2 separate regions of the Mus musculus genome follow, and region 1 is linked to region 2. The links are chromatin contacts, called in public promoter capture Hi-C maps. All regions are on one chromosome and are shown on one strand. Each heading gives the region's core, a stretch centred on a gene start, on an enhancer-like site or on the middle of the called end of the contact. The rest is flanking DNA. Distances are from core to core; before and after follow the strand shown.

Evidence for each region. Promoter capture Hi-C pulls out the DNA fragments that hold promoters and counts their contacts.
Region 1: a contact with region 2 is called in a promoter capture Hi-C map of neural stem cells. The contact joins the promoter of Tmem130 here to the enhancer-like site in region 2. A contact is called at or near these places in 6 of 39 promoter capture datasets (cranial neural crest, hippocampal neurons, liver and 3 more) and 4 of 115 datasets of contacts at active chromatin or transcription factors (bone marrow-derived macrophages, embryonic forebrain, forebrain and 1 more).

Annotation. Positions count from the first base shown.
Region 1 is chr5:144,759,767-144,763,006 of GRCm38.p6, reverse strand. Tmem130 (transmembrane protein 130) reads left to right here and starts at 1,429. Exons shown (of 8, transcript NM_177735.4): 1 at 1,429-1,550. The coding sequence starts at 1,475. Gm38739 (a long non-coding RNA gene) reads right to left here and starts at 1,392. Exons shown (of 3, transcript XR_868688.3): 1 at 479-1,392; 2 at 1-38.
Region 2 is chr5:143,931,147-143,934,347 of GRCm38.p6, reverse strand. It overlaps Pms2 (PMS1 homolog2, mismatch repair system component), which reads right to left. Exons shown (of 15, transcript NM_008886.2): 15 at 2,592-3,201. The coding sequence ends at 3,189. Among named protein-coding and RNA genes, the nearest start is that of Pms2, 23 kb to the right of the region's middle. Within about 2 kb of position 1,282, at least 34 of the 459 cell types and tissues checked have an H3K27ac peak or open chromatin away from gene starts, as enhancers often do. A contact at or near this core is called in neural stem cells, where this site is marked.

The sequences.
Region 1 (3,240 bases), core at 180-2,679, 830 kb before region 2:
TGCTTCAGTAGGAATATGAACCCTGAGGTGTCTGCCATCTGTGACCAAAAGGGATACAATTATACCAGCTTGCTAGCACCAGCAGACAGAATACCCTGCTTTCAAAAGGTCATAATGAACAAAAATCGGTGAAGGGGGTCAACAAGATGAGTTGGCAGGCTTGCAGCCCAGCCTCAGGACCCAAGTTTAATCCCTGAGACCCAAGTAGTAGAGGGGGAAACACTTCTCCTGCAGGTCATCTTCTGACCTCCACACATTCACCATAGCATGCATTCAACTCCACACATATACATACACACATGTACAGAGCTAGGTAGATGGATAAATAAGCATGAGCTGTCTACTGCGCAGAAAAATTAAATTAGCCCAAACAGGCCACTGCTAAAATGAATGAGGTTCTATTAGCCATAACCTATATTCTATCGCTGGGTCTGCTGAGCTTAGCAGTCGTTATTTTTATCAGAGAAGCTGCAACTACCTGCTGGTGACCTCCAAGACTTGTTTGTTGTTGAGGTTCCCTCATGGAAGAAGAATCGGAAAGATCACTCTCTGGACTCTCCTTTGTTCTCTCAGCTGCTCCCTCCTGAACCTCTCAGCCAGCTGTATGCAACTCTGCCCTCATTGTCTGTGGGCTCTGTGGCCCTGGGAAGTACTACAGTCTATAGATTGTAGAAGGTTAACAGAAGCTGGGGTGGGGAAGGGGTTGAGGGGGAACCGACCCCATGCAAAGAAAAACTTTGTCTGGACCTTGGTAGGAGGGAGGGGCCTGGTCGACCTCCTAAGAAGAAAATTATACAACGGCTACAAAGTGAGTTCTGGGCCAGCCTTAGATATGCAACAGAAAACCTGTCACAAGAAGCAAAAAAACAAAAAAACAAAAAACAAAATTAGTCAACAACAGCTAAGTCTGTGCATATATCCCCGAGGAACTGTGGATAGTTTGAATGTAGATGTTCTGGAAGTACAAAATGTATACCAAGTAGTGAAAATTTAGGACAGCGAAAGAGATTAAGGGCTAGGGAGAAGGCTTGGTGGGTTGTTTGCTGCGCTAGCTTTAGGACCTGAGTTCGAATCACAGCAACCTATGTAAAAGGCAAGCGGCGTGGTGAGCATCTGAGGCCCCGGCGCTGGGAGGGAATGGAGGTAGGCAGATTCCCGGGGCTCCTTGATCGTCGGTCTGTTAACTTGGTGAGCTAAAGGTTCAGTGAAGAGACCTTATCTCTGGAAAGATGGCTCTGGGACCTACGGAAGCACGATGCTTGGAGGGAGCATGCGCACCTGGTGAGGTAAGGATGGCCTCTGTGATCCCTAGAGGGGAGGGACTCTCGGGGAGGGCTGTGTGGGCGGAGGTGGCTGCAGGCGGGGACAGGCGAGCGCTGCGTCTCCACGCACAACCAGACGGAGCCGCCACTGCGGAGCTACAACCCAGCTCCCTGAGCATCCTCCCCGCGCCCCTCGGTATCCACGCTTCGCCATGGCCAAGGCCACCGACGTCCTCGTCTTCTGGTTCGCTTGCCTCCTGCTCTTGGGTCCGGCGAGGGTGGCGGCAGGTAAGTCAGAGCCTGCCTGGAGCTGTCCAGTACTGTCCAGAACCTAAGCTACCGAGATGACTCGGTGCGTTCTGCCCCTCTGCCCAGAAGTCACGCAGGCACTTGGGGTGTCTCCCTGCTCCCCTTCGATGCCTACCTCCATCACTCTGCCCTGGGAAGTGCATCCATCCCGATGCTCAAGACTGGTACTTACAAGGGGAGGAGCAGGGAGAATGGATGCATGCAGGGAAGCCCCGGTGGGCTGAGAGAGGCCATCGCGCCTCAGCCATCCCCAGGGGGAACCGCCCCCTTGCCTGCATGGGGTAGCGCTTTTGCTATAAGATGTAACCTTTTTCTAGAGATTTCTACCGTGATTACGTTGGCTAAGGGGTGGCACGGGTACTAGTCCACAGAGCCAGTCTGCCATTTCCTCCCTGGGAATGATTTTTTTTTTTTTAAAAAGGGGGGCTCCTGAGCCGACAGGTTTTTCCAAGGCTCACCAGGCACCCATCTCTCCGTGATGAAAAGAGCAACGCAACCTTCCTACCCCATTTTATGAATAATAAATGATCCGGATTCAAGAATTGTCTGAGACCGGTGAGCAGCTGTAAAAAGAAAAAGAAAAAAAAAAAGTCATTTTTCACAGCCCATTCAAAGAGTAGTGGGGGGAAGAGGGGGCCTGGCGTAGATTTGTGACAACAGCGGGAACCATGAAGTAAATTTAAATTAAAAAAAAAAAAAACAAAAACCTGCGTTTTTAGAATCAATTCGAGAATTCGAGGATTTTGTGGGAATTTTGCATTTTTAAAATCACCTGCAGCACCCCCCACCCTACCCCCACTCCCCACCCCCAACCCCTCTCCTAGAAATCCACCATAAAATTCATCTAGAAATGGACACCCTGGTCCATTAGGTTGTATGTGCCTAGAAGTTATGTGATTTAATTTCAAGAAATACACAAGTATATATATATATATTTATTTATTTGTATTTCAACACAGGATTTCTTTGTATAGCCCTGATTGTCCTGGAACTCATCTAGAAATGGACACCCTGGTCCATTAGGTTGTATGTGCCTTGAAGTTATGTGATTTAAATTATAAGGAACACACAACCATTTGTTTGTTTGTTTTGAGGCAGGGTTCCTCTGTGTAGCCCTGGCTGACCTGGAGCTCACTCTGTAGACCATCCTGGCTTTGAATCCAGAGATCCACCTACCTCAGGCTCCCAGTCACTGGGGTTAAGGCATGTGCCACCATGTCACACTCTATGATGTGACAAGGAATTGCCCAGGCTGGCCTCTAACGGGACCTCTCCAGCTTTCCCAGTGCTGGGATTATGCGTACCTGTCACCAATCCAGTCCCTTTTTTTTTTTTTTTTTTTTTTTTTTTGAGATGGGGACTTATATAGCCTAGGCTGGCCTAGAACTCGCTATGTAGCTAAGGATGGCTTTGAACTCATTATTTGTCCTCCTCACATCACCTCTTTAATCCCAGCACTTAGGAGGCAGAGACAAGTGGATTTTTGAGTTATTCAGACCATCAGAGGTGTGCTTGGCAAATATTTTTTTGACTGCCTGCACGAAAAGGCCTGCTATACGAAAAGGCCTCAGTAATCATTTTCTAGAATGTTCCACATGTATCATGGGAAAACAATGGAGCCTGGAAACCATGTAGGGAAACTGAGGCCATGTTGTTGAGGCCGTTGTCT
Region 2 (3,201 bases), core at 33-2,532:
CATGTCGCCTCAAACCTAATGACCTGAGTTCAATTCCTGGAATCTACATGGTGAAGGAAGAGAACCGATCCCTGCAAGCTGTCCTCTGACCTCCATATGTGCAGGCGGTACACTAGCTACTCCACACCCCATTAAATAAATAAAATGAAAAAAAATGAAGCTTTGGGGTCCAGCATTAAGAGCACTTGGGGCTCTTGCAGAGGGACCATGTTCAGGTCCCAGCATTTATGTTTGGTGACTCACAGCCACTTGTAACTTCAGTTCTAGAGTATCTACCACCCTCTTCTGGCCTCTGTGGGTACCTGCAAATGGGAATATTTATATACCCACTCATAAATAGAAGTGAAAAATAAACCTTAAAAAATAAATAAGCACATAATTTCCTTAGTACACAAGTTTGCTTTATTTAGTAAAGGGTAAATTTTATATGTATCCCAAAATTGTTTAAGAAGTATATTTTACTATTATCAGTAAATATTGTTGTGTATACCTATGTATATACTAAAGCCAGAGTTACAACAATTTCTTGGGAAAAGGAGTCAAGTGGGAAACTCGAGAGTAGTCCTGTGGTAGAGCTTCATGACCCAGCCGCTCTCATCACTACTGGGGCTGGAAGAGACCGGATGAGTTTCGGAGCTGAGGGCAGAGGGCCAAAGCCAGGGCTTTTCATGCCACTCGGAAACAGATCTCGGCCATGGTGTCCTACTGCATTAGGCAAGCAAGATGCAAAGAAATCCTGGGGTGGAAAGAAATCTGGTCCAGGTTCGTGCCCCCTGGGGGTGGATAGTGTGGCACTCCATGCCTGCCGCTGCTAGGCATGCTCAATCCCACCTCTGAGCTTCTCCAACCCCTGCGCGCCCACTCGTCCAAGGGCCTGATGAATATCAGCCAAGCCAGCCCAAGCTGCTCTCCACTCTCAACTTGAACAACCATTTACTCTAGGTTTTCTGGTCCTCTATTAGTGAAATTCAAACTACAGATAAAACTAGCTCGTTTCTTATAGTGATGACCCCACCCCGACCCCATTCTTAAGGAAGTCACAGCATTATTGCACCCAAGGCCAAACAGGCCTTTTCTCTGGGCGAGGGTCCCAGCACCACTCCACCCTTCCGCAGGGTCCCTTTATCAATCAAGCACGTGTTCGAGTCTTGGGAGGCTAAGAAGGGAACTGGCCCAGGTCTTTACGTTGTTGCTATACACACAGGACTACTTTAGGGTGCTCACCCACCTGCTCTGGCCAGGCCTGCAGATCCCAAAGTGGCATTATTAAGGAAGACTTTGCGTCCTGGGAGCTAGGTGGTCTCTAAGCAACTGAAACAAGCCCCGCCTCCTGTCCTCTTAAAGGGGCCGCGGGTACCAGTACAAAGCTGTAATGCATCCAAGAAGGGAGGAACTGGCTAGGCAAGGGAGCAGGATGTACTTGACCTGGATTTTCCCGATCTAACTGCAAACCATGTGACCTCCCTCAGCAGGTTTCTTCACCATAAAATAGAATAACATAAGCTTTTGTTTTCCACCAAACAGTGGCTTGAAGCCATAGTCTATCAGCGGTAAGTTGCAGGCCTGGCTTACTTGGAGGGTTCAGGAAGAGTCAGTATACTTGTCCTCTACTTTGAAGAACTAATGTGACGGACAGTGCCCTTCAGACTGCACAGGTCAATCTCCCCATTACTGGGCTCCTTAATCCCATCTCAAGAGTCCCCTTTGTCACATATAAGGTAACAGTCACAGCTTCTGGTGATGAGAAGCAGACTCTTTTGAGGGGGCATTACTGTACCACCCCAACTTGCAGTGCTCCTGTGAATGTTCTGAGACCCTGTGGTTGGAGCTGGACTAGCAGTGTGTGTCTTGAGACAGAATTTTGGTATGTAACCCTCTCTGGCCTGGGACTATGGAGCAGCCCAGGATGGCCTCAGCCTGCCTCTGCTGTGCTTGAACTTGCAGGTCTGTGCCACTCTACCCAGCAGTAGCATGGACTTTGACATTAACAAATGCAGGTAGCTAAGCCTTTACAACCTCGGCACACATGAACCATGGCACCTCCTCTTCTCCAGGAGGCCCACAGCACAGAGGAAGCTGGAGGGGCAACTGCCCATGCCAGTCACCACTCTTCCTAACTGCCGCCTGGACTTCACAGGAGGCATTGTAATTTCTATCTCTCACACAGTTCCAATGGACAAGACTCCACAGAAACAGAACAAAAAACCCATAGTTCACACCCCAAGGAAATCAAATTACAGCACTGAGCTACGGCACAGACTATCTTCTACTCCCTGCCTCGGCCCAGCCCTTGCCTGGAATGGAACTTTCCACTCTAGCTGCACTGAGGAACAGTTAAAAAATAGTGACCCCAAGCTAGGTGTGGTGGCTCGTGACTTTAATCCTAGAATTCAGGAGGCAGAGGCAGGGGAATATGAGTTCAAGCTGGGGTGCTCTAAATAGCAAGTTCCAGATCAGCCAGGGCTGGAAGCCCGTCTCATCCCTTTCTACCCACTCCAAAGGCATCCCAATCCTAGTCAGCAATTTCTTTCCAACCAGGTAAAGAAGTCCTTTGTTCTTAAATTTCATGAGTCGGGATTGAGAGCTGCTAATTAAAAAAGACCATATTTTTTTAATGTGGGCATATGTGACACACACCTGGGATCCCAGCTCTTGGGCCGTGGAGGCAAGCTCAGTTCTAGGCCAACCTTGGTGACAAAACGAGTCAAGAGAAGCCTGAGTTTCACAAAACGCTGCCTCAGACACTGGGGTGAGGGTGGGTGGGTGAGAAAACAAATAGAATTCAATCGCCATTGAGGGCTCAAAGTCAAAAGTTGCCACACACACACACACACACACACACACACACACACACACACACACACACAAAGTCAAATTGCAGAACAGTAACTGCAGACATGGTAAAAAGGCTTCAAAAATATCTTTTTTTTTTTTGTCCTTGAATTGAGTCTCATGAATGTGGCTCGGAGTGGTCTCAAAGTCCTGGGCTCACATGAGCCTCCCACCGGGATCTCCCAAGTAGCTGAGCTAGAGGAACACTCCATCATGCCTGCCTTAACACTGCTTTTAAATGGATCCAGTACATTAAAGCAGCATGCTAATTTTTGTACAACGATAATCAGATTACTTAAAACCTTCTCTTTGCAAACCGAACAATCTGTAATAAACTCTATGCTACAAGGGGTGTGTCAGTTCTGAGAG